Linked DNA regions of Mus musculus: regions 1, 2 and 4 are each linked to region 3. A link is a contact called in public promoter capture Hi-C data. All regions are on one chromosome and are shown on one strand. Each heading gives the region's core, a stretch centred on a gene start, on an enhancer-like site or on the middle of the called end of the contact. The rest is flanking DNA. Distances are from core to core; before and after follow the strand shown.

Region 1 (4,717 bases), core at 2,202-4,701, 2.6 Mb after region 3:
TGTAACTTTGGACTTTATTTTTTATTTTTAGTTACTTGAGAAGTTCTGCTTTGTTAATTTGAACATTTTCTTTTTTAACTTAGGCATTTTTGCTATAAACATCATTTTACTTTCCTCTTGTAATTTCCTCTTTGTTCACTGGATATCCATGAGTATATTGCTTAATTTTCACATGTTTGTGGATTTTACAACTTTACTTCTGTTACTTATTTCTAGTGTTATAGCATAGTGATCAGAAAAGAAACTTAATAACAATTATAATCTTTAAATTTCTTCTATTTTTGTGATATAATATAATAGTCTGGAGCATTTTCCAAGTGGAATTGAGAAAATGTCTATTGTGCTCTTTTGTGGAATACTCTAGATATGTCTATCAAGTCCATTCAGTAGAAAGTGTATTTTAAATCTTACTGAGTTTGTCTAGATGTTTGTTTATTTGTTTTGTAAAGTGTGGTATTGAAATTCCATGCTATAACATATTAGAGTTTTTCACTTTACAGCCAGAATATTTGTTTTATATACCTGGGAAATATTATATTGGATACATATGAACTTACAACTGTTATATATTCTTGAGGAGTTGATGCCTCTATTTATGATATAATGGCTCTTTTGTCTCAGACTTCAAGTCTAGTTTATCAGATACTAGTATAGACATTATTCTGTTTGAATGGAACTTCACATTTTAAAATATCATTTATTAAGTACCATTTATAGATAAGCCACTATATGGGGCAATTTTCTTTCATGGTCTAGTTCAATCCTTAAAACATCTGAGAAAGTTGTTATTAAAAAGATTTTATACTAGAGGAAAATGAGGTTCAGAGAATTCTAATAATTTGTTTAAGGCCTGCTGTTTTATCAAGATCTCAGTATTCAGAATAGCTTCTACTACTTAAACTTAAATATGAAATTGAGTTCAAACATCTGTATTAGTTCCTTTCCTACTACTCTGATATAATACAGTGACCAAGACATCTTGGAGCAGGAAGAGATTATTTGGGTAATGGGTCCAGAGACATAAGACTCCATCACAGCAGGGAAGCATTGCAGCAAGCAGCAGGCATGACAGCTGAATCGGGATGCTGAGAGCTCACATCTTGAAACACAAAAATGAAGCAGAGAGAACAATGGAATGGTGCAGGTTTTTAAACTCTTCAAAAGCTGCCTTCAGTGGCATATTTCCTTCAATAAGGCCACACCTCTTAAACTTCTCCAAACAGCACCTTCAATTGGGGGAATAAATGCACACATGAGCCTTTGGGGAACATTGTTGTTCAAAGCATCACACTATTTCACTAAAATCAAACTCAATTTAACTTTTGTCCCACTTCTTCTGTCTTTAAGAAAACCCAACTCTATGAAGTGTTTATATTTTTCCTTACTCACAGGAGCATCCACTGAACATGTGAAGATGAGTGTTTATAAATTTCTTGACTCCTTATCCTTGTTTCCTACTTAAACTTCAAAAGCCCTGGAAGAAGATTCAGAGGTCATACCTAGCCTGTCTTATAATCATCTCCACTAAGGTTGTTGATTACATTTAGAGCAAAAAACACACCCCCAAACCAATCCATGCATGTGTGCCATACCATCTTACTATTTCCAACCTTAATTGTTCTTTCAGTACCGAACAGAAATCCTTGCGGCATGCTTCTTTATGCTGTTCTTTTGCTTATCTTTCAAATGGTTAACATCTCGGCCAATTTCCCAAAATGATCTTGCTTTTCCAACACTGATAATAGAATACAATAGCTGGGATAGTTTCCCATATACACCACCTATCATCAACTTCTAGAGACTGCTTTGTGTCCATGCCTACTCTTGTCTCCTACTCATGTCTCCATAGAATTTTTGTCTTCTATCCAGAAGGAATGTTGCTAGCTGTGCTCTAGCTTCCTCTCCTTCTCCTCTCCAGAAATTTTGTAGCAATTGTTTCCTCTCTTTTCATTGGCTTTACTTCCTAAAAATGTCTAGGCATGCTCATTCTCAAAATACACTCATGTGTTGTGGATATTAAAGAACTATCATACATTTTCTCCTTTCTGTTATTAATCAGAAATTCCTTAACACATTTGTTCTTATCTTTATAAAAAAAACAGTACTCAGTGAATATCGAGTATATACACACATTCTGGTCTGTGAACCTAGTGTATAGGAGAACATTTTTCAAAAGTAAGTGCTTGTCCTTATAGCGTTTAAATAGAAATCCTATACTCAGAGATCAAATAAACAAGATTATTGCCATGTCAGTAAGTATTATACTCTACACAAAGAACTACAGGCAACCAAGGAATGCCCAGAGCAGGAGAAATAATTTTCCCTAGGGAAGAATACACTGTCTGGTTCTTCAATACCAACTGCTCAGCCCTGAAAACATATATATGAGATTATTATACAGACTGAGCGGGTTATATTAGGAATATATATGTATATACATATATGTGCATATAACAACAACCAATGAAAAACGAAGCCATGACTTTGAAAGAGCAAGGAGAGTTGTTTATATGACAAGGTTTGGAGGGAAAAAAGGGAAAAAAGAAATGTGTCTACAGTATAATCTCAACAACAAAAGAAAAACTACAAAGGAATATTATGAATTAAAAAGCATACAACAGAAAATAACTACTGCAGGTTCAAAAGACTGTTGTACTCTAATAGAGTATGGGTTGGGAAGACCTCTGGAGGACATTACCTATAAGCTGAGAAAGTTGAGGCCATTACAAACTGTGAATGGCAAATTCAGTCTTTCAAGGGAGCATCAACCTATGCCACTCTTTTTCCCAGCCTGTAACCTTGGTGTCACATTTAAAAGAGTTCCAAGCCTAAGAAGCTCTTAGGTCATTGAGGTTGGAACTTGCTGCGTTGAGATTTGAGAGCTGGTTGACAAATCACTTCTTCTCCACATAAAACTCTGTATGTAGCAAGTATCTCATGATGATCATCAGAAACTTTAAAATTATGTTTGCAACTTTTAAAAGTTAAGTGGCGGACGTGTTAAACCCTCCGTGTGGTTCTGGTCCTGGCAATAACAACTTATTGAGAGTTTTCTATGGGAAAGACAGTTTAAAACACTTTAGATGGATTGCTTTTTTAATTACTTGAACTGTCATAAGGATTAACGGGAAGAAAAGTTACCAAAATGCAAAAATGCACAGGGCCCTAATCATAGGGAGTAGTGAAAACGGCTAGCTGGCAGGTGCTGAAATTGCAACCTTCTCCTTTAACTCTGAGCAGCGAGTGGGCGGGGCCGCGTCCATCAGTGTCTAGGTGCCCGCAGGCCGCCCTAAGGGCCAATGGCGCGGAAATGAGAGCCCGGGCCACGTGATGGCGGGTGGCACTCTGGCTTTCCTAAAGCAGTCTCTATGGTATTCTTCCAAGCAAACCCAGGGCCCCCCCAAAAGGGTAGCGGCACGTGACAGGCCCTGGGACTACGGCAGGTTCCCACGTGATCCTGGCCTGCAGTAGCGTGGTTGCGGTGAGGTTCTTGCGCTCCTGAAGGGCGGGCGCGGAAGTAAGAGCATCCTCAGGCGGACCGTGACTGGCAGCGAGGTCGGGAGGAGCCACCAGGCAGTGACCGCTTTGCTTCTGCAGCTCCGCTCCGCTCATTCCGTTATCTCAGCCTTTGCAGTCTGTACAGAAGCTGACCAAGTTACCTTTGGGTCTTGAGACCTTGGCGAGTGAGGCCCAAACTCGGGACCAACTCCTCATCCACCTTGCCCTCCCTCTCCTCCATCTCTTCCTTTGCACGCACCGAATCGAATCGCTTGCTCCTTTGGGCTGGCCTGCTCGGCTGTGCCTGGAGACTAAGTTCGGGTCGGTAAAGGTAACTGTGGGAAAAGCGGCCCCCCAGTGGACAAAGGCGGAGGCAGGGATAGATCAGGCCCCGCGGGCCCTGGGTGCTGAGCGTAGGCAGGTGAGCCAGAAGAACGGTACTGCGGATTTAGAAGGCACTGTGAAGGACTTGTTGCACGATGGAAGAATCTGACTCCGAGAAAAAGACAGAGAAAGAGAATGTGGGCCCAAAAGTGGAGCCTCCTCTAGGGGAGCCGGAAGGATCGCTTGGGTGGGTAAAGGGGATTATGTTGCACCTGGGAGGGAGGGCATGCTAATTGTAAAGAGTATTGTGAGATGCAACAACCTCTAACCTGCAGTGATGAATTGCTTTAATTTACCAATATGGTTGATTGATATCATGCCCTTGATGACGGAAAACAGAATAGAAACACCCTTTGCCTGGATGTGGGATTCCTGGTTTATGCGTAGTCTTCTAATTGAGACAGTTCTGAGTTGTTTTCTGTTTTCTATAAAGGTTATTTGATGTTATCACCTTGTTGATGATAAAAAAGGAAAGGACAGACATTTGCTGACCAATGACGTATAGTGCGATATGCCTATTTGAGAACTGCGTTATATGTACTTTGTGCCTTTAATGAATGAAATACAGCTTGGAAGGACGATTGAAGGTCCAAAGATGCTTCTAGATTTGAAAAATACGGAGATGAATTTAAAAAAAATAGTATTCAGATTATGACAATATTGTTTGATTTATAAAAGTACCCAGAGTGTTGCTTCAGCTTTATGACAAAATATCAAATCTTGAATTTAAATGGTTTCTATTCCTAAATATGCCATCCTAGGAAGCGTCTCCCGAGCTGATGAAGGAAACAGGGAGCATAAACCCAGCTTTATAATTTAGGAAAATGAAGACTTC
Region 2 (4,529 bases), core at 420-2,919, 2.8 Mb after region 3:
ATGAAATTAGGAGAGGGGGTGACCTTTACTTGGTCCTTTTAAAAAGGTGAACAGAGTTTAGGCCACGTCAACAAAAAAGGTAAGGTGTCTCGTGGCCTAGAGATTAATTGAGAAAATCCTGGTCTTATCAGAAATTTGGAGTCCAGTAGAGCAGCAAAACCCCTGCTGCTTGAGATAAAGGTAGGGTCCAGATCATCACAACAGGTTAAAGGACTTGAACATTTGCATAGTTGGTGAACTACTAGTAGAGAACTGACTGGGGAGGGAAGGAAAAGGAGATTTTTAAAACATATCTGAGCAGAAATAGCAATTAAGCAAATGGACAAACATGCTGGGCACATACTGAGCTGTGACCCTCAGGTTTGTTGTTTGGTTTTTTTTTTTTTACTCTTTTTCTTTTGAGGCTGGGTGTGACATTGCATTCCTGTAAACTCAGAACCAAGGAGGCTGAGGCAGGTGAGTGGTGAGTTTGAGGACAGTCTAAGCTGCATTAGCCTGAGCTCTATCATAAGATTACCTCCTATTTCAAACAAACAAAAAAACAACAAGAAGAAACATAAGCTGGGGATCCAACTGAGTGATAGAATGCTTGCTTAGAATACACTAGGCCCCGAATTCAATCTACATTACTCCCTGATGGGACATAAAAATATAGTGCTACCTGCTGTCTAGGGTTGTTATGAGGAATAAAGGAAAATTGAGGACTATAATGGTACCTGGCCTAGTGAACTGCCCATATGAGGTGCTGAAGACATGGAACCTATTATTTCTTTTGCTTGGCTGCTCCTTCTGTTCCTCCGCTTTGTTTCTCCTCTCTCTCTCTCTCTCTCTCTCTCTCTCTCTCAGAATTGTGGTAGGGAAGAGGCACTGGAAGGAGGCTGTGGTTGTCTGTGACTTCCTGGGTTTCCATTAAAATGAACTAGAGACAGACTTTAAGGCAAGGACAAGGAAATGCTGGAAAGATGGTGGCTTCTATTCTACGGACCCAGTTCTTCGGGGATGTTAGCCAATGCTTAGCTGAGAGGCGGTCTCAGGGGGTTGAGAACTCTATTCTTAGAGAGCTGGGAGACTCAGAAAGCCTTCCTGTTGCCAATCCGTGATCATTTCATCTTTACCTAGTTTCCTCTCACCTCCTATTGCTAGAAAATTCACCCAGCTCTTCTTTCCTCTTAAGCTTCATCCCTAAAAAGACACTGTGACCCCTCTGTCTTTGCTAGTGTCACATGTTGCCATGGAGAACTGGGAGGGTTAAAAAAATCCATTTACTGTTACCATCTTACTGGCACTCCCCATTCTGCTTCCCTTTCTCCCTAGAAATCTCTTACTCCCAATCACCACACCCTTCCCAACCTCCCTTGGAGTGCTTAAGTCTGGGTGGATAGTTGACCAAGTAGTGTGCCTGAAAACCCCTGCTGGGGACTAAGGATGCACCGAAAAGGCTTTCAGTCATACCTGCAGCTGCAGGAGGCCAACTGAGACGGCCGCCAGGGGCGAGACTGGCTCCTGGCTCCTAGGGCCCGCCCCACCCCCTCCTCTGTCCCTCCGCCTCTTCTGCCCCACCCATCTCTACCCCCTCCTACTCCACTCCCCTCTAGCGGCCACTTGTCCCTTTTAAGGAACTCCACCCTAGGTGGAGTCCTCATAGTCGCACCTCTCTTCTGGGCCTAGTCTGACACAGAAAGAGCTATGTACTCCATCTGCTCAGATTGCCTGGGGAGAGCACCAGGCTTTGACCCGCGGGTGCGGTATACCAGTGGGGCGGCCAGGTACCACCGAGAAGTCTCTCAGGCGCGGTCCTGCGGGAGTGCCTCCCACTCGCGTTGGAGTCCCTGCCCTGGGCCGGTGTTTTCCTATATGTTTCGACCAATCGTTGGCGTCTTTTCCTCCTTTCTTTTTAGGAAGGCGCCGGGTGTGCAGCACTAACCGCTGCGAGGAGGGGATCCTCTGGCGCTGTCTCCTTGTGGGTCTTCACTGACTCCCCCTCTCTCTCTCTCAACTTTGCGTTCAAGTCGTGATCTAAGGTTTGGGTGCTTTGCTGGGACCCCGCCCGTGCTCTCTAGGCGAGGGTTTGAGGAGTTCTGAGGTGGGTGGAGAATGGGCTTGGCCGGAACTGAATCGGTTGAGGTAAAAGGGGAACGCAGGAGCTTCAGCGCTGGCCACTTCGCCCCGGAGAAGCCGCTGTATTTTTAGCACAGGGAAGGCTGCAGTGGGAGGATTCTTTTTAGGAAGTCGGCTCCACCGCCCCGATTCGGGGCTTGGATGCTTGAAAGCTTTGTTTCCCTTGTTCTGAGGGTGGCCCAGCTGGGTCTAAATCGACTCCCTCCCTTTTTCGTTTTCCCTATCCTTTTCCAGCCTGGAGAAAACAGGGAGGTGGGGGACCAAGGAAGAGAAGGCTAAAGCGTGTTACCAGGCGCGCTGTCAGACATGGGCGGGTGCAAGGGGAACAGCTGCCTTGAGATCAGCTCTGGAGTATGAGTCTCTGAGAGGACTGCGTGAGCTCCGGACACTTCAGGAGTCGGCAGCGGCTGGAGGCATAGGCGGTAAGTGACTTGGGAAAGGACCACTCTTTCAGTCTTCAGTCAGGGTTCTAATCCCCGCACCCCGCGTGCCAACCGCACACACCCACTTGGCTTTGGGTTTTAGCAGTGAAGTGGGATGGGGGAGACGAGTAAGCGGAAGGGGGTAAGAACATTATGTGGAATCAAATTCAACTCAATGGAAAAAGACTTCCCTTAAGGATCGCGGAGACTAAGAGGAAGGGTACTTCAGGGGGGGCTTGTGGAAGAATTGAAAAGGGACACGAATGGATAGGTATGTCTAGTTCAGTCTGTCCTGTCTAGGTGCTCTCAACCCTCCTTAAGTGGTACGGTTTGTTTTAACCCTGTACATGCAAAGTCTCTGTGCGAGAGAAGAGGATTTGGAGGAGCACTGAACCCACTTACGTCACCCCCTCCCTTCCCCCAAGCAGTAGCAGGTACCTAGAGATGCTTCTAAAACGAGGGAGGAGGGGAAGGGAAGAGTTAAGTTGGGAGCCTGCCCTCTAGGTACTGATAGCAGATCCCTTCTGTGGAGGAGCTGCTTAGGACATGCCCCTCTTTAAGGGGGGGGGTCGTCCCCTTGGTTGGGGGAGGAAGCCAAAGCATAGCCCTGTCTAGGCTCTTAAGGATGTGGCCAAGGGGTTAGCTCCTGTAGGTGGAAGATCAGCCAGAATTGCTGTGACTACTGGAGCAAAGGGACTTGCTTAGCCACAAAGTGAAGCTTTTTGTACTTTTTTTGACCCTAAGAATTTTGTAGAAACTAAACCATGTCGTAACAGGTGGCCAGGGGAACAGTACCTTATTTTCTCTATATTGTAATTGCGGGAAAAATTTATAAAGTACTTGTATGTCATTTAGCATAATAGTGATGGAGAAAAGAGAAAAAGAGACTCATCTCTAGACTTGGATTTAACCTGAAGATGGTTTGTGATAATAAAAAGATCTACTTTGAAACCCTTCTACCAGCATGAACTAGTTATATGACCATGCACCGTGCTTTTCTCCTCTGAGGGATGCATATTAAAATTCTTATTCAGAAGGTATATATGATACAGGCTGCTCCAACTCGCCGTTCTTCATGTTTTCTTACTCTGGGGTTTTCTCTGGCTCACTGCTGATAGACTTCGTACTTCATTGTCCTTAAAGCACATTTCAGATGAAGGGGAAAGAAGGCCTGTGCAGTTTGAATCGCTTGCTCAAAGACAGGCTAGAATATATGCCTTATTTGTTTGTGATTTAACATTGTTCTCCCTGGCTGCAAGAGAAAAGGCCACTAATCTGTCTATCTTCTGATTCTTTGGTTGGTTTAACCACGATGATGTAACCAGCAAGACCTTTGAACAGCAAACCAGTGGCTCACAAGTGACTTCGTCCTCTTCTTCAAAGTCTGGGGGGAACCCTTATGAGAGAGACCATCCTTGGAAACTGTTGGTGAGACAGGCTAGGCACAGTGCCTTTAGGTTAGCTTAGAGGACAGATAGGCAAAGGATGCAGGAAGGGTGGAAATCCAACTTCAAATGTGTAAGTGATAAATATAACTACCCAGCCTGTCCTCAAGACCAAATTGCATAAAAGCTCTGCGCTCATAGAAAGAACCCTCTTGCTTTCAGAGCATACAGGATAAAAAAAAATTGGTGGGAAAAAATGTTCAGGGCAGCCACCCTCATTTTTGTAGTGTGTGTATTTCAGAGATGAGGCTCTTAGTGGTTCCTGCTGGTTGCTTTTTTGTTTTGTTTTGTTTTGTTTTGTTTTTGAAATTTCCAGGGTATGAAGCCTAGCTATTATTAGTCTTCAGGGTGCCTGTTTCTCATGTGAAGGAGGTGGGTCTTGACGACTCATCCGTTTCGACTCTGCCAGGGGCTTATTAATGTTTGTTACATTTAGATGTTTTCTTTATTCTCATATTTTATTATTATTATTTACGTGTTTTTTTGTACGCATATAAAGTAAATGCTGCATGTGTGAAGAAGCTAGAATTATGGGTAATTGTGA
Region 3 (4,512 bases), core at 1,370-3,869:
TATAATGCAGCCATTTATGACTATAAGATACCTAGAAAGAAACCAACTTAGGATGATGAGTTCTGTGCTGGCTAAGCTATTTTTGAGGAGCCCATGGTAATTAAAAAGCTATTCTTTCAGGCCAGTCTCCCTCTGTAGAGAGGGGAACACAAGGCTCAGAAGGAAGCATGAATTTTCCAAGATCACTCAGCCCAGCCTGGACTAAAATACAGGAAGGCAAGTTTGGGAACATTTTTATAGCAACTGAATACCTATAGAATGGGCCTTATATTCTAGACACAAGGACTAGAACCAGTGATGGCCTGTAAGAGGAGGATATGGACTATTACCGGATCTTGTGCTGTGTAAGGAGGGCCCGGCCCTCACTATCCAGAACCCGGAGTTCCTCTTGCGTGAACTCATCCATGTTTCCATAGCAACCAATATCTCCATTCAGGGTGGCAAACACACCACTCAGGCCTTCTTCAGCAGCTACTGGGGTAGCACTGTCCTTACAGAAGGTAGCCACACCTGGGGACGGACAAGAGCATTCTGAACGGGGTCAGCAGCCAATATATCATTGTACAGCCTATCCCACTCCAAGTGTATCCATATAAGGAACAGCTTTGGTTATCTTTGTCAAATTTAACTGTTTCAAAAATGTAAGGACAGCCAGGCGTGGTGGCACACGCCTTTAATCCTAGCACTTGGGAGGCAGAGGCAGGCGAATTTCTGAGTTCGAGGCCAGACTGGTCTACAAAGTGAGTTCCAGGACAGCCAGGGCTATACAGAGAAACCCTGTCTCGAAAAATCAAAAAAAAAAAAAAAAAAAGTAAGGACAATCCTCCTAACTCAGGGGCCATACATGGCTCTGTAGCGTCTTAAAGCATCTGAGGCCTCAGTTTCCTCTTAAAAAGCCACAGAATAGGGCAGTGGTGGCGCACGTCTTTAATCCCAGCACTTGGGAGGCAGAAGCAGGTGGATTTCTGAGTTTGAGGCCAGCCTGGTCTACAAAGTGAGTTCCTGTCTCGAAAACAAAAAACAAAACCAAAAAAAAAAAGCCACAGAATAATGTTATATTTTACAAGAACAATAATAATGTATTTTACACATACATAGCAAATGCTGATGAAAAATTAGCTATCATTATTACCTCATGCAAGACTATGTCTAAACCCTTGTGAGAGCCTAGAAAATAACCATTATCCTTATTTTCTCAGTGAAAAACCTGAAACACAAAGGTAAAGTAACTTGTCAGAAAACACAGAGAGGATGTGAGCCAGGACTTGAACCCTGGCAGTTAAGGTCCAGTGCTTATACAGTTAACTCAGAAGAAGTACATTACTATACTTCTGAGGGACAAAAGGAAACTTCGGTGCATAAATATGAGGTTTCATATGACCTAAAATTAGCAGCATTTGCTTTGGAAATGAAAAGTCAAAATATGTTACCTTCTTATTAAATACCAAAACACTCCTTTTCTCCATCACCAATGCTAACATAAATACCCCCAGAAGACCTCATTTACCAGAATAGCCACTACGGCTGCGGCTGAAGCTGAAATAGGAGTTATAACCCTCAACAATAGCCAGGGGCTCTGTCAGTACATCTCCTAAAAAAAAAAAAAAGAAAAAAAAGTAAATATAAAGTCAGAGGTAAATTAGCACCATGGACCCATGAAAGACTGGAATTACAGTTATAGGTTAGCATACATCAGAGCTGTAATTGAGGGTCAGGAGAAGTGTTTATGTTGACAGGAGCTAGAGAGATGGGAAAGTCAGGAAAGAAAATTATATTCAAATTAGATAGGGAAGCAGAGGAGGGCAAATCAGAGCTAAGTCTTGTGATTTAGATTAAAGTACTCACAGATGCTGGCAGTGGAGATTGGGGACCTGAAGGGTGGGAGGTAGGAGAGGGAATTAGGGAATTCGAGCTGGGAATTATGGGAGAAGAAATTAGGTCTAAATTTGAGGTAAGATATCAAAGAGGAATGAATCTAGGGCCTTGAGGTGGAGAGAAAAGAGGAATTGGAGATATGGGAAGGAGAAATTAAGAGTCTGAGCTAAAGGCAGAGATTAGGTGGGGATTAAGGACTGAGGTGGGGGCAGGGATGGAAAACTGAGGTGTTTGGCTTAGAAGAATGAAAGGAGAAAATTCAAGGCCCAGAGTTCGGGCTATAGAATGAGTGGGAATCTGTGTATGAGGGTTTCAACGGGGAAAGCAGGCCAGGAGTCGGAATTAGGGGTTCTAGCTGGGGTGGGGTTGTTTAGAAAGAAAAGGATCAGGCCTTTCAGATGGGTATAAGGGCAGGATTCTAAGTATAGGAAAACGAAACGCGAAATGAGACAGAACAAAGGTTAGCATCAAAAGGAAAACACCGTAGAGATCTTGGATTCTCGAATGCTCACTGGTCACTTTGGTCTCCTGGAGACAGACAATATCAGCATCCAGCTCGTCCAAAACGCGTCGCAAGGCCGTGGGACAGCTGCTGGGTTCCTGGCATGCAAGGCCTTGCAGGGGACTCCGGATCCCATTGATGTTCCAGCTTACCACGCGCAGCATTTTGGTAAACGGTACAGTTTCCCAAAGGAAGCTTAGGCGGGCAAATGCATTGCTGCCCGGAAGTGAGCTGGCTCCCCGCCTTCCTCTCGCGTTTCCACCGGGCGTTCTCACCTTCCCCTCCGCCCCCTCCGACGGCAGGACGCAAGCAGGGCGGGACTTCGAGTTCAGTTCTCTTAGGCGGGAGACGGAACTAAGGTGGAGGCTGTAGGAAAACCGGGCTTGATCAAACGAGCCTGTCACCCCAGTACTCAGGAAGCTGAGGCAGGGTCAGTAATGAATTCAAGGCCAGCCTGGGCTACATAGCAAGACCCAGACCAAAACCTGGGAAGAGTAACTGGTGAGAGGCGCGTCTCTGGTTGGGCTCCTTCTCTTCTGGCCGCATGCTGGCCTGGACGCCCGAATCTGACTGCTCTTCTCTACTACAAAAGTACCCCCTGATGCGCCAGGTTACTGACAAATGGGATTTTGTCCCTTTGTCAAGGGGCAGGCCTCTGGGGAAACAAGCTGAGCCAACGCCCTACCCGGATCGAGACAGGACTCTGGCTTTAGTGAGCGGCCCCTGGCGGTGGCTGAGGGGCTTCTGCAGACCCTGGAGTCCTTTTGGGCAGTGGCGAAGGGAACTTTCTCCGTTAAGCAATTAAGAACCTAGCTAGCCTCCGTTTTAATGGAGTCTGGAGGAAGGAGACTGCCTCAAATCCTCCCTGTATAGCCATGTTTGTCTTGACTCTCAAAGCATAAGACAGACTTGCATTTGGCTCCATTTCTCAGATGAGCAAAATCGAGGCCTAGACCATTTAAGCTCCAGAATAGTATCATTTCCCGATGCAGTTATGGTTTTCCTGTCTATACCGTGTCCTTTCATTCTTAGGATAATCCAGGAAGAGGCACTGAAGCTAAGTAGAAGTTGAATAAATTCGTCTCAGCCTCACAGAAGTGGTAGAGCCAAGATTTAAACCCTTCTTAATCAGGTAAACAATTGATTTTTTTTTTGTCCACACACCTCTGTGTTTACGTCTTTTCCTGTGGGCACCACTGCACTTTATGGTCCATGGCACAGTATTTACCACAGTGCACAACCCCCATTGATTTCCGTTGTCACTAGACTGCCAGCAGCCTGAATGCAGTGGCCATCTCTGACCCACCTTATATGATAACGGAATAAATATTTAGCAAATGGATGAATAAGCAGGGCAGTAGGGATGAGTTCTCGACTTATTTTTTTGTGACCACAGAAACAGAATTAACAGGAATCGCCCTATTTCCAGGAAAACTATAACTTTGCATCCTAAGGGTTTTTTTTTTTTCCACTGAAAATTGCTACAAAGTTATTCCCATTCGAATGCACACACCCTCAGAATTTCACAGCCTTTGAGCCATCGTCTTCATGGCTATACAGAGCCACAGTAGGCTGCCCCTCCCCCACCCCACCCCCATCGGACTTAAAGGTCACTAGTTACTGCTATCAGAAAAACAGCTCTGTAATTCAAATTCTGTGCCTTGAGCTTTTCCATGCTTTGGGAGTTACTGACTAAAGATCAAATCCCAGGAGTGGGTTAATTAGGACAAGGGAAATGAACATTTTTCTTCATGTCACCAGTTGCTTTCAAGCAAGGGATTTTGCCCATACTGCACTAAAGGCAGATAAATATAAAGCTTTGTCCCAAAGAAATCCAGATCTTGCTCACCTCAATAGCTGGTTTTCATTTCTCCATTCTCCAGTGGCTTGTTAATATTAGTACTGACCTTTGGGGCACGGTGAACAACACATGGTTGGACTGAAGAGAAAAGTCTCTGGGTGGCTCAGGAACTTCTTTGGCAAGTACAGCAGCTAATATTTCAACACTGCACACACCCCTTAACAAGGGTGCTTCCTCAGCCTTCCCAGGAACCAACGGATGTCTCCCGGTTTCCTATTTGATGCCACCCACCGGACCTGCTTTGGGGGTCTGTAAATGCAAGAGAGCCATTGGA
Region 4 (5,249 bases), core at 98-2,597, 2.9 Mb after region 3:
TTCTTTATTTAATCCATAATGATTATGTTAATTTCTGCCACGACTATTGTGTGCCTGTCAATTTTTACCTTTACTCTTGTCTGAAAATAATATTTGTAGTTTTTAAAAATCATAAACGCAATGCATATTTATTCATCAAATTCACAATCTTATAAAAATAGAAAATAAGAATTATTTACAATTTCAGCTCTTACTAATAATTACCTTTATCATAATGGAGTATAGCCTTTCAGATTTTTTTCACACATACAGTCTACAAGCTTTTTGATGCTGACACCTACACACATGTATTGTTTCCATTTGTTAAGAAAACCATAAAAAATAACCCCAAATATCGTCTATTATTTTCTCCTAACTACAGTGCATTTAATGTATTTTTTAGAGACATGTAATACTACATGAATTAGCCACCATCTTTTAGACACAGGGATTATTTTATTGTATGGCAAAATCATAGTATTCCTGTCACAGACCCATTTAACTAGCTAAACGCTATTTTTTAAAATGCCACGTTGTTTATATATACTTTTCGAATTGATTATTAGGTCTTTCTAAACAAAGGTGCAAATCCTTAAAATGTCCATTTGTATTTTCAAACTGCCCCATTACAACAATTCATACTACGACTAGCATGAGAGTGCATTTTCTCGGCTCCTGGTCAACAAGGTTTAACGTTCTTTTTTTTTTTTTTATCGCTGCCAATATGATAAACCCGAAGGAAAAATCTCATTGTGTTTATTTGAATCCCTTTGATTAGGAGCGAGCCTCATCTTTTCAGAAGCCTGTTGGCCGTTTCTCGGCTTCTTTTGTAAAATGCTCGCTCCCGCCATGCCTTCCCTTCCCCCAACCGGGCGCTCATTCTCCCTTTTTGCTTTGTCAGAGTTCTTTACTATTCATTTTTCGTCCTTTGCCTGGGATCGGTTCAATTCAGGCTTTCATCCTTTCACTGCCTCCCAGATTGCGAACCCACATTCTCCATTGGTCTTTCAGTGGCTGCTAAAGAAGCTGCCTCCCTCTTCCTCCTCCTGGCCTCCTCCCTTCCCCCCTCGCCTCGCCCGCCTCGCCTTGGTCCCCTGGCTTTTCTCTCCAGCCTCCTTCCTTTTCCTTCTCTTCCCCCCTCTCTTTGTTTATTTCTCCCTCCCTCTCCCTCTCCCTCCCTCCGCCCCCCCTCCTCTGCAGGGCAGGAGTTTTGCGCTCGGCCGCGAGACGCTCGCTGGGCTGGCGCCGCGTCAGCAGGGGGCGGGGCGCGGCCGGGGGCGGGGCGGGGCGGGGCGGGGCGGGAGCGCGGGCGCCGCAGCTGCAGGAGTCGCTGGGAGTGCGCGCGGGCAGATCACAAGGCGGCGGCAGCGGAGACGGCCTGCAGGACCTGCTCTCTCAGCCCTCAGCCGAGGCCTACGCCGAGCCGAGTGCGCAGCCGACGACCGGGAGGAGCCGCAGCCTTCAACTCTGAGGTACTGTGATCCGCGCTGCCCGCCGGGCCGCCCCAGTCCGCTGCTGCGGCACCTCCTTCCCTCGCGCCCTCTTCGCTCGCCAGCGCCTTCCCTGTGAGCCTGCGTCACCGCGGCCGCCATGGCTGAGAACGGCGAGAGCAGCGGCCCCCCGCGCCCCTCCCGCGGCCCTGCGGCGGCCCCAGGCGCGGCCAGCCCGCCGGCCGAGCCCAAAATCATCAAAGTCACTGTGAAGACCCCCAAAGAGAAGGAGGAGTTCGCGGTGCCCGAGAACAGCACCGTGCAGCAGTTCAAGGAAGCGATTTCCAAACGCTTCAAATCGCAGACCGATCAGCTCGTGCTGATTTTCGCCGGAAAGATCCTGAAAGATCAAGATACCTTGATGCAGCATGGCATCCATGATGGACTGACTGTTCACCTGGTTATCAAAAGCCAGAACCGTCCGCAGGGCCAGGCCACCACGCAGCCCAGCACGACTGCGGGAACGAGCACGACGACCACGACCACCACCACGGCGGCGGCGCCGGCGGCGACGACATCATCGGCTCCCAGGAGTAGCTCCACACCTACCACCACGAATAGCAGCTCCTTTGGGCTGGGAAGCCTTTCCAGCCTTAGTAACCTGGGCTTGAACTCGCCCAACTTCACCGAGCTTCAGAACCAGATGCAGCAGCAGCTCCTGGCCAGCCCTGAGATGATGATCCAGATCATGGAAAATCCCTTTGTTCAGAGCATGCTTTCGAATCCTGATCTGATGAGGCAGCTCATCATGGCCAATCCACAGATGCAACAATTGATCCAGAGAAACCCAGAAATCAGCCACCTACTGAACAACCCAGATATAATGAGGCAGACGCTGGAAATCGCCAGGAATCCTGCCATGATGCAAGAGATGATGCGAAATCAAGACCTGGCTCTCAGTAATCTCGAAAGCATCCCAGGTGGCTACAATGCTCTGCGGCGCATGTACACTGACATTCAAGAACCTATGCTGAATGCCGCACAGGAGCAGTTTGGGGGCAACCCGTTTGCCACGGTGGGGAGCAGTTCCACCTCAGGGGAAGGTACTCAGCCCTCCCGCACGGAGAATCGTGATCCGCTGCCCAATCCTTGGGCACCACCGCCAACAACCCAGACGGCTGCGACCACCACCACCACCACGACCACAAGCAGTGGCAGTGGCTCTGGCAGCAGCTCCAGCAGCACCACCGCCGGGAACACCATGGCTGCAGCTAATTACGTGGCTAGCATCTTCAGCACCCCAGGAATGCAGAGCCTGCTGCAGCAGATAACTGAGAATCCCCAGCTGATTCAGAATATGCTGTCTGCGCCCTACATGCGGAGCATGATGCAGTCGCTGAGCCAGAATCCAGATATGGCGGCCCAGATGATGCTGAGTAGCCCGCTGTTCACTTCGAATCCTCAGCTGCAGGAGCAGATGCGTCCACAGCTCCCGAATTTCCTGCAGCAGATGCAGAATCCAGAAACCATCGCGGCCATGTCAAACCCGAGAGCGATGCAAGCGCTAATGCAGATCCAGCAGGGGCTACAGACTCTAGCCACTGAAGCACCTGGCCTCATTCCCAGCTTCGCTCCAGGTGTGGGGATGGGAGTGCTGGGAACCGCCATAACCCCTGTGGGCCCAGTCACTCCCATAGGGCCCATCGGCCCTATAGTTCCTTTCACCCCCATAGGCCCCATCGGGCCTATAGGACCCACTGGCCCTGCAAGCTCCCCCGGCTCCACCGGCACTGGCATCCCGCCTGCAACCACTGTGTCCAGCTCTGCACCTACTGAAACCATAAGTCCAACCTCGGAATCTGGACCCAACCAGCAGTTCATTCAACAAATGGTGCAGGCTCTCACTGGAGGAAGCCCTCCACAGCCGCCGAATCCTGAAGTGAGATTTCAGCAGCAACTGGAACAGCTCAACGCCATGGGGTTCTTAAACCGCGAAGCAAACTTGCAGGCCCTAATAGCAACAGGAGGCGACATCAACGCGGCCATTGAGAGGCTGCTGGGCTCTCAGCCATCCTAATTACGTTTCTGTACCTTGAAAAAAAATGTATCTTATTTTTGATAATGGCTCTTAAATCTTTAAACACACAAAATTGTGCTTTACTTTTATTTTGATTCTTTTAAATCTGTCTACCTATAAATCTAATAGGATGCATTTTAAGGTGGAGTCCCTCCCTCCCTCCCTCCCTCCCTCCCTGCTCCTCCTCCCCCCACCCTCTCCCTTCCCTTCCAGCCTGCCCTCTCCCCTCTTTGTTTCCTTCATTCCTTTCTTTTCTTCTTTTGATTTCCTTCCTTCTCTGATTTGAATGGTGGGAATCAATACTGTTTCACTCAAAGGTGTTGCATGCAAACACTTCTCTTTATTCTGCATTTATTGTGATTTTTGGAAACAGGTATCAGCCTTCACAGTTGGGTGAACAAGTTTTGTCCTACAGATGTCCAGTTTATTTGCATTTTAAACATTAGCCTATGATAGTAATTTAATGTAGAATGAAGATATTAAAAAAACAGAAGCAAATTATTTGAAGCTCTCTAATTTGTGGTAAAATATTGCTTATTGTGACTTTGGCATGTATTTTTGCTAGCAAATGCTGTAAGATTTATACCATTCATTGATCGTTTTTGCTATTTGTACACAGTACAGTAAGCACAATTGGAATTGTACATCTAGAAGTATTACTGTAGAATCTCTGAGCAGAATATGTGTAACCAAAATAAGAAAGAATATAAGAAATATTCCTGAAGCTAGGTATGTCTCACAATTTTGTAGAATCTTACAGCATATTTGATAAATTTCTCAGTGAAAATGTTGGCTAGGCAAGTTCAGTTAAAATATAGTAGAAATGTTTATCCTGGTTTCTCTAAGTATACATTAAATTGTACAGAAACCTTACAGTGTAACATTGTGTCAACAGTTGCAGATTGATTGTATATGACCTTAATCTTTGTGCAGCCTGAAGGATCAGTGTAGTGACTCCAGGAAAGTGCTTTTTATCTAAGAGTTCCTCAGCTTCTCCCATGAAGAGACCTTCATATGCATTTTGATTTGTAATTGGAAATGTAACTTTTACTGGAAGTGTCATGTGATGTTTGCATTACTTTTAACTGCTATGTATAAAGGAAAGTGTATCTTTTGGCTCTATCAGTTATTTCTCTTGTGCACAGGGAAAAATGCATTAAAATGACTAAAAAAATAAAAAAATAATAAAAAATGGAGAAAGCTCTTTTATTTTGCCTTTTGGCCCTAGAATCACATCTAGAAGGGTTAGCTCCCCTCACAAGTGTTTATTTACAGGATTGTACTATGGGAAATTATTTTTGACATGCACATTTAGATGTTCTAATTATTGCCCCCAAAGGTTAACCAATTATTAATTAGTATTTCCCCTGCCCCCCCACCAGTATATTGGGAATGTGACTGGGCTTATTTTAAATAGATAAAATATGGGAAACGATAGTATCCCGGTGTCTTTTAGAAACAATATGTTGTTTTATGAGGTGGGGTACTGGGAGGATTGTTAAAAGCAGGATCTCACTGACTAGCTTTTTAGTTAGTCTAGTTCCTGCTAATTGGACTCAGCTATTAGGAAGCACTATTGTGCTACTAATAGGAGCCTCTAGTGTGCTCATGTGGTCATCTTAATACACAAAATTTATTTTCAGACATTATTTTACATTAACAATCACAAGCACCTATTTCATAAAATTCTGGGTGGCTCTTTCCTGCTAAGCTGAATGGTAAGTTGAATGCCCTCTGTCAAACGTATAGCACGGGCACTAATT

What was found. Promoter capture Hi-C pulls out the DNA fragments that hold promoters and counts their contacts. Capture Hi-C pulls out chosen DNA fragments and counts their contacts.
Region 1: a contact with region 3 is called in a promoter capture Hi-C map of adipose tissue. The contact joins the promoter of Rragb here to the promoter of Apex2 in region 3. A contact is called at or near these places in 2 of 39 promoter capture datasets (the HPC-7 cell line and hippocampal neurons) and 1 of 9 other capture datasets (adipose tissue).
Region 2: a promoter capture Hi-C map of the C10 cell line shows a contact between it and region 3, with 7 times the contacts expected there. The contact joins the promoter of Klf8 here to the promoter of Apex2 in region 3.
Region 4: a contact with region 3 is called in a promoter capture Hi-C map of adipose tissue, with 4 times the contacts expected there. The contact joins the promoter of Ubqln2 here to the promoter of Apex2 in region 3. A contact is called at or near these places in 3 of 39 promoter capture datasets (liver, pre-B cells and second pharyngeal arch cranial neural crest) and 2 of 9 other capture datasets (adipose tissue and liver).

Annotation. Positions count from the first base shown.
Region 1 is chrX:153,136,507-153,141,223 of GRCm38.p6, forward strand. It overlaps Rragb (Ras-related GTP binding B), which reads left to right and starts at 3,452. Exons shown (of 11, transcript NM_001004154.2): 1 at 3,452-4,069. The coding sequence starts at 3,978.
Region 2 is chrX:153,357,944-153,362,472 of GRCm38.p6, forward strand. It overlaps Klf8 (Kruppel-like factor 8), which reads left to right and starts at 1,670. Exons shown (of 8, transcript NM_001357183.1): 1 at 1,670-1,766; 2 at 1,899-2,021; 3 at 2,353-2,540.
Region 3 is chrX:150,585,536-150,590,047 of GRCm38.p6, forward strand. Apex2 (apurinic/apyrimidinic endonuclease 2) reads right to left here and starts at 2,620. Exons shown (of 6, transcript NM_029943.2): 1 at 2,388-2,620; 2 at 1,508-1,591; 3 at 330-510. The coding sequence starts at 2,541. It also overlaps a transcript of Pfkfb1 not described here.
Region 4 is chrX:153,496,885-153,502,133 of GRCm38.p6, forward strand. It overlaps Ubqln2 (ubiquilin 2), which reads left to right and starts at 1,348. Exons shown (of 1, transcript NM_018798.2): 1 at 1,348-4,678. The coding sequence starts at 1,570. The coding sequence ends at 3,486.